Linked DNA regions of Sus scrofa: region 1 is linked to region 2. A link is a contact called in public HiChIP or PLAC-seq data. All regions are on one chromosome and are shown on one strand. Each heading gives the region's core, a stretch centred on a gene start, on an enhancer-like site or on the middle of the called end of the contact. The rest is flanking DNA. Distances are from core to core; before and after follow the strand shown. Region 1 overlaps DIP2B (disco-interacting protein 2 homolog B). Region 2 overlaps DIP2B (disco-interacting protein 2 homolog B).

Region 1 (2,951 bases), core at 157-2,656, 37 kb before region 2:
AAGTACTCAAATATTCACTGACTCAATTAATACCTGTAGAACAGTCTGGGTGTTTAAATACATATATACACCCAGAGCGATAAAAAGGAGGAGAGGGGAAGGGGGAAATATATATATATATATATATATATATATATATATAAAATACTACAAAATATGAAAAACGAATTCCCTAGATCTTTCAAGATATGAAGATGTTAAATAACATATAAAGGAAAATTATAGAACTGTTCTCTCTCTCTTTTTTTTGGCCGCACTGCACCTGCAGCAGTTCCAAGACTAGGAATCAAACCCCAGCCACAGCAGTGACCCTGCTGTAGTAACAATGCTGGATCCTTAACCCGAAGCACCACAAGGAAACTCCGAGCACTTTTTTTTTTTTTTTTTTTTTTTTTAGGGCTGCGGCCGTGGCATATGCAAGTTCCCAGGCTAGGGTCCAATCCAAGCTGCAGCTGCCAGCCTACACCACAGCCACAGCAACACAGGATCCCCAACCCATTGGTTGAGGCCAGGGATGGAACCCGTGTCCTCATGGATACTAGTCAGGTTCATTTCTGCTGTGCCACCACGGGAACTCCCTCCAGTGCAATCTTTAATCACCATTTATACAGAGGGTTAAGGACTTCGTCCTCTCTTAGAGCTTCACCTCCAACCCACTGGAAACAGTGGTGATGAAACAGCCCCGAGAAGGGGTCCAACAGTTCAGATGGTGGAACTCACAGGCACGTTTTCTTCCCCGTCAAGTGTCTGGTAGGTTAAAAAGGATATTATCAACCACATAACATGACCTTGGCTTTTAGTAACAAAATGTTATTTCATAAAACAAAATTCTCCTAAAAAGCCCAATATACACTAGAGATTAACTTTTACGTTGTAGAGCGTGGTGATTTCCTTAAGGTGACATGATTTGTAACTCTCTTTACTATCTCAGTAATTAACACACCCTTTGGATAAGCTACAGAAAGAACCAAACACAAACTCTGGGAGAAAGAAAAACAATAATCATGTTTGCTAAAATCTAAACTATCTTTAACACTAAATTTTTTTCCTTGACTAATAAATACATAATGAAAAATGTCTGCAGACACTAGCAAACATCATTAATAGATAAAATTCAAAATTTATTACAGATCCATTTAATGTATAATTGTAACACAGAGCTAATATTTAATGGAGTATGACTACTTTTAGTGAAAACACATTCATTTGTTATAAATGTACTGTGTGTGTTATAGGCTGGATTGTGTTCCCCCTAAAATTCATATATTGAAGCCCTAACCCCCAGTACCTCAGAATGGGACTATTTGGAGACAGAGCTTTTTAAAGAGTAAGTTGGAATGAGGCCAGTCAGACTAGTGTTCTTGTCGAAAGAGGAAGTGTAGACACAGAGAGACACCAGGGATGAGGACACAAGCAAAGACCATGTGAGGACATGGTGAGAAGGTATCGTGTGCAAGCCAAGGGGAGAGCTCAGAAAACACAAATCTCCTGCCACCTTGACCCTGGACTTCTGGCCTCTAGAACTGTGAGAAAATAAATTTCTATTGTTTAAGTCACCCAGTCTATGGTCTTTGTTAGTCATTATTATAGCAGCCCTAGCAAACTAATATGCACAGCAAAAGGATGTTTTCCAAATGAGCAAGAAGCAGTGTGACAGTGACAGTGAGCTGCCCACCAGGGATTCGTCTTTCCCTTCACAACTGGTGCTGGAAAGCAGCTAACAAATACAGACTACATTTCCCTCCCACCCCATCCTACCCACCACATCTAAATTGGTTCCCACCAATCCAACATGCCCACTTTGGGCTGAGATAAAGAAGTGGGTATGCAGGAGTTCCCCGGTGGCCTAGCTGTTAAGGCCTCAGCATCATCACTGCTGTGGCTCCAGTACTGCTGTGGCTCAGGCTCGATCCCTGGCCTAGGAACTTCTACACGCCACAGGCATAGCTCCTCCCATTCCCCAAAAAGAAGAAGTAGGCATGCTGTCCTCACCCTCTCTTTTTGTCATCCTTTCCCTCTCCCAGTCTCCTGGCTGGGTGTCAACCCCCAGGACATATGGGAGCCATGTATGAACAAGAGAGGAGTCTTCATTGTCCTGGGTCTCTGCGTGACCTCACTGAGCAGATTCCCCCGTTCGTTGCCCAACACAGGAACATGTCCATTTTGGACTCTGTTATGCATCTGAGATTTTGGATTTATCTGTTAAGCATGAAGCACCACCTTAACTTAAAATAGATGATATTTTAACTGAAGGTTTCATTTTCTTTCTTCAAATTTCAGAACTAAGAGTTAAATGTAGGTTGAATCATGTGACACTTCTGTTTTCATAAGTCAAAGACAGTCAAATATTGTCAATTTCATGTGCTTCAACCTAATATGCTTGGTCTACAAAAAAGTAGGCCTGGCACTACTGCACCCCAGCTCACTACTCAAACTCTCCAGTGAAGTCTAACACACTGATGGATTCCAACAGCTCAACCTTCCTCCCTGACAGGATGCAGTTCCACCGGGAACATATTCAGTGCTAGCTCTGTGCTTCCACAAATCCGTGCCATCAACTAGTTTCTCTATAATTTGATACTTTTTTGCCCTGAAATTAACAAATTACACTCTACCAAAGATGCCAAGGTGGAATAATCCTCTCTTTCCCACTGATAACTGCTAAAAACTCTAAACTGAATACGAAAAGAAAACTACCTGAGGATAGCAAAAAGGAAATAAAGAGTAGACAATTAGGCTGAGGGAAGCAATAACTTGAAAAATTACAGTACTAGTGAGTTTCCTATTGTTTAAAAAAATTCCTTCACCTCCCAGCTTTAACCCAAGAATGGCTTGGTCCAGGTAGTCCAATTCACAAAATGGCACAGCAGATTCACACACACTAAAAATGGTGAGAGAAACATCCTTGTTCTGGCCAGAAGACAGGGGAAAAGAGCCAAGGCAAGCCAAAG
Region 2 (2,869 bases), core at 89-2,588:
TCAGGTCTCTTTCAAAAGTCTTGACCATGGTCTCTTAGACACACACACACACACACACACAGACGCACACAACATAAATTCCAAGAAAACAGGGATCTGGCTCTAACTTAATTCTCTGTAAAAATGGGAAACAGGTCCCCAGTTTGTTGATGCCAGATTGACCTGAAGACTCTCTTATGCCCTAGGTTCTCCCCAAATGCTGATAAAGTCATCTCCCCTCCCCCCACACAAATAAAGTCCTAACTGGAGTTCTAACTATTCAACTAATGGCGAAAAAACTTAGACTTGGAGGGAGTGAGGGGGAGGCACAGAGGTTCCCCATGAGAAGTGGGATGGCTTAGAGAGAATGAATTCTAAGTACTAGGCCAACTGAGATGATAACCAAGTTCTAATCAGCCTATCTTAGCCAACCTCTGATTTCACCTTTTGTCAAAAGAAAAAAAGTTACTTCTCTCCACCTCCAAAAATTGAAAGGTGATTTTTACACAAGACACCTGTCTTTTACTCTTAGAATGTGATCCCTTTCTAAAAGAGCCTCTCCTCATTTTATAGGGAACATGCTTTTAACACATGAGAAATGCAAAAAACAGAAGTTACCAGGACTCAAGTCCAATCCTGCCTTGCCTCGTACCGCTTTACTGTCAGAGACTGATTTGCAATAAAGGCAGTAAGGTTAACAGCAAAAGAAAAAAAATCAGCTTTGCTGTGTTATTTAATTTCAACGGAAGTCTAGAAGACTAAAAGACCCATCCTTACTCCTCTACTGTCCCTTTCAGAAAGCTCCTGAGAAGTGAGTAGCCTTGAACTCAATTAGACTGAAAACAGAGAATTCTGAACAAGTGAGACCTTATTACTAAACAATTCCTAATTAAAACAAAGTGGACATTTTGATATTCTTTAAATTAACTTTAGATAAAGCCCGATGAGCTGAACAAACACGGTCATGTCTCGTTTTTTATGACTCACTGCGACACTGTCACATCCTTTCTCGCTACCACCTCTGCTTTTAAACAGACAAATCATTTCAGATAACAGGTTTGTCAAAAGCTGGGAAAGCAGTTTCCTGTCAAATGAATCAGAAATAAATCACTGGAAAACCAGCCTGGTTAGAACCAGAGGAGCTGCCTAACAATGAGTGACTCTACTGCACTCAAGGCTCAGGCTTCTGTTCATTTTTATCTCAAAGAGGAACGTGAGCCTCCTGCACTGGCTCTCCCCTCACTTCCCCAGGATCCAAGGACAGTCTCCTGCCGGCAGAGGGTTCCCAGGACAGAAGGCAACGGGCGCACACAGGGTGCGTGGACGGATCCCTCCTCCTGGCCACACCCTGCATTCCCGTTTGAGACTAGAGACCTCCTGTCTCACCTACTTACTCATCCCCACGGTGCATCCTTACCTCATCTACCTCTCATGCCATTGACCACAACCTTGTGTGCCCACAATTACCTGTCTATGACTCTCTGTAGGCAGAGCTGCTTAAATAGGGGTGGCTTTTTTGTATGTCTTCAAAACTGGTTTCCAAGGATACACACAATACTCATTCTTAGTTTATTTTTAGCTCAGGGAATACACATCAAGCCATGAGGGGAGAACTCCCTCAACTTCCTCCTCCACCACCGGTAAATACATGCCTCTGCTCCCATCCTGTCTTCCTTTGCTTCAGTTTCGGCAGAAAAGGAGTATCCTCGATAATCACTCCCAGAGGGGCTTGGAATCGCAGTCTCCTGACTCATGGAGACTGTTCCATGACATCCTTTCTCCTCTAGACCTTCCAGCCCTCCTCTCCAAGACCTCTCACCCTTCCACCCCGCAAATGAACTTGCTCAAGTCTCTTCACATAACTCATCATTCAGCCATTAAATATGGATGGAGCACCTACTGGGTGCCAGGAGTTCTCTTCTACCCTGGAGATAAAGCAGGGAATAAAACAAAGAAAGTTGCCTTGTGCAACTTTCTTTCCAGCGGAAGAGGGAGAAAGAGGCAGTAAAGCTCTAAGCACCCTGGGATTCCCACTGTTCTCTCCCCCGCCTCACCCAGCCAGGCTCACAAGGGCGGTGCCCGCTGCCCGCCTCTACTTCGGCTTCCCCTCCTCCTTGGATGCCCAAACCTCTCGGGCCAGGTTTGCAGTCCCCGCCCCCACCACTGAAACAGCTCTGGCCAAGGTCACCCGCAGGGACCTCCTCCACTCGTAAATCGTGATGGCATTTCCCAGTCCACTCTTAAAACTCTCTGTAGCAATCGGCGCTTCTTGAAATTCCCCATCACGTCGCTCTTCTTCCCGTCTGTGTTCCTCCGCACATACCTCTGACCCCTTCTCCTCAAGTTCCTTTCCTTCAGCCTCACCCCCAGATGGCAGTGCTCCCTCCCGGCTCTCTGTTTAGCTCCTTCTCAGTCCCTGTGCTCCCCTCAGACCACCTCAGTCATGCTCGCGGCTCCCACTGCCAGTGACGGCCACTCAGGAATACCGAAGGTGTATCATCAGGACAGGCCTTCCGGAAGGTGGCACACACACGGCCACCTGCCCGCTACGGGGCTCCAGCCGCATGGCACAAAGACCTCTCCAATTTAGGACCACCAAGTTTATCCCCTCCCATACTCCAGACTGTTCTTCCTCTATTCCCAGTACTAGGAAGGGTGCCCTGATGCGAAGCCAGAAACCTGAGCGTAGACTTAGGTGCTTCCATCGCATCACCCGCCCACCTCTTCTCCACACTAGCCTCACTGATTCTATCTCCTCAAATACCACTTTTTTTTTTTTTTTTTTTTTTTTTTTTGTCTTTGTTGTTTTGTTGTTGCTATTTCTTGGCGCTCCCGCATATGAGTTCCAGCTAGGGTCCATCGAGCTATAGCCACCGCCCACGCCGAGCCA

What was found. HiChIP or PLAC-seq counts read pairs in DNA pulled down with a chosen protein or histone mark.
Region 1: an H3K27ac HiChIP or PLAC-seq map of alveolar macrophages shows a contact between it and region 2. The contact joins two enhancer-like sites. A contact is called at or near these places in 6 of 47 Hi-C or Micro-C datasets (alveolar macrophages, embryonic fibroblasts, epiblast stem cells and 2 more) and 1 of 2 datasets of contacts at active chromatin or transcription factors (alveolar macrophages).

Annotation. Positions count from the first base shown.
Region 1 is chr5:16,430,781-16,433,731 of Sscrofa11.1, reverse strand. The region is part of intron 1 of DIP2B (disco-interacting protein 2 homolog B); the gene reads right to left. Among named protein-coding and RNA genes, the nearest start is that of DIP2B, 59 kb to the right of the region's middle. Within about 2 kb of position 1,406, at least 5 of the 83 cell types and tissues checked have an H3K27ac peak or open chromatin away from gene starts, as enhancers often do. A contact at or near this core is called in alveolar macrophages, where this site is marked.
Region 2 is chr5:16,393,355-16,396,223 of Sscrofa11.1, reverse strand. The region is part of intron 1 of DIP2B (disco-interacting protein 2 homolog B); the gene reads right to left. Among named protein-coding and RNA genes, the nearest start is that of DIP2B, 22 kb to the right of the region's middle. Within about 2 kb of position 1,338, at least 20 of the 83 cell types and tissues checked have an H3K27ac peak or open chromatin away from gene starts, as enhancers often do. A contact at or near this core is called in alveolar macrophages, where this site is marked.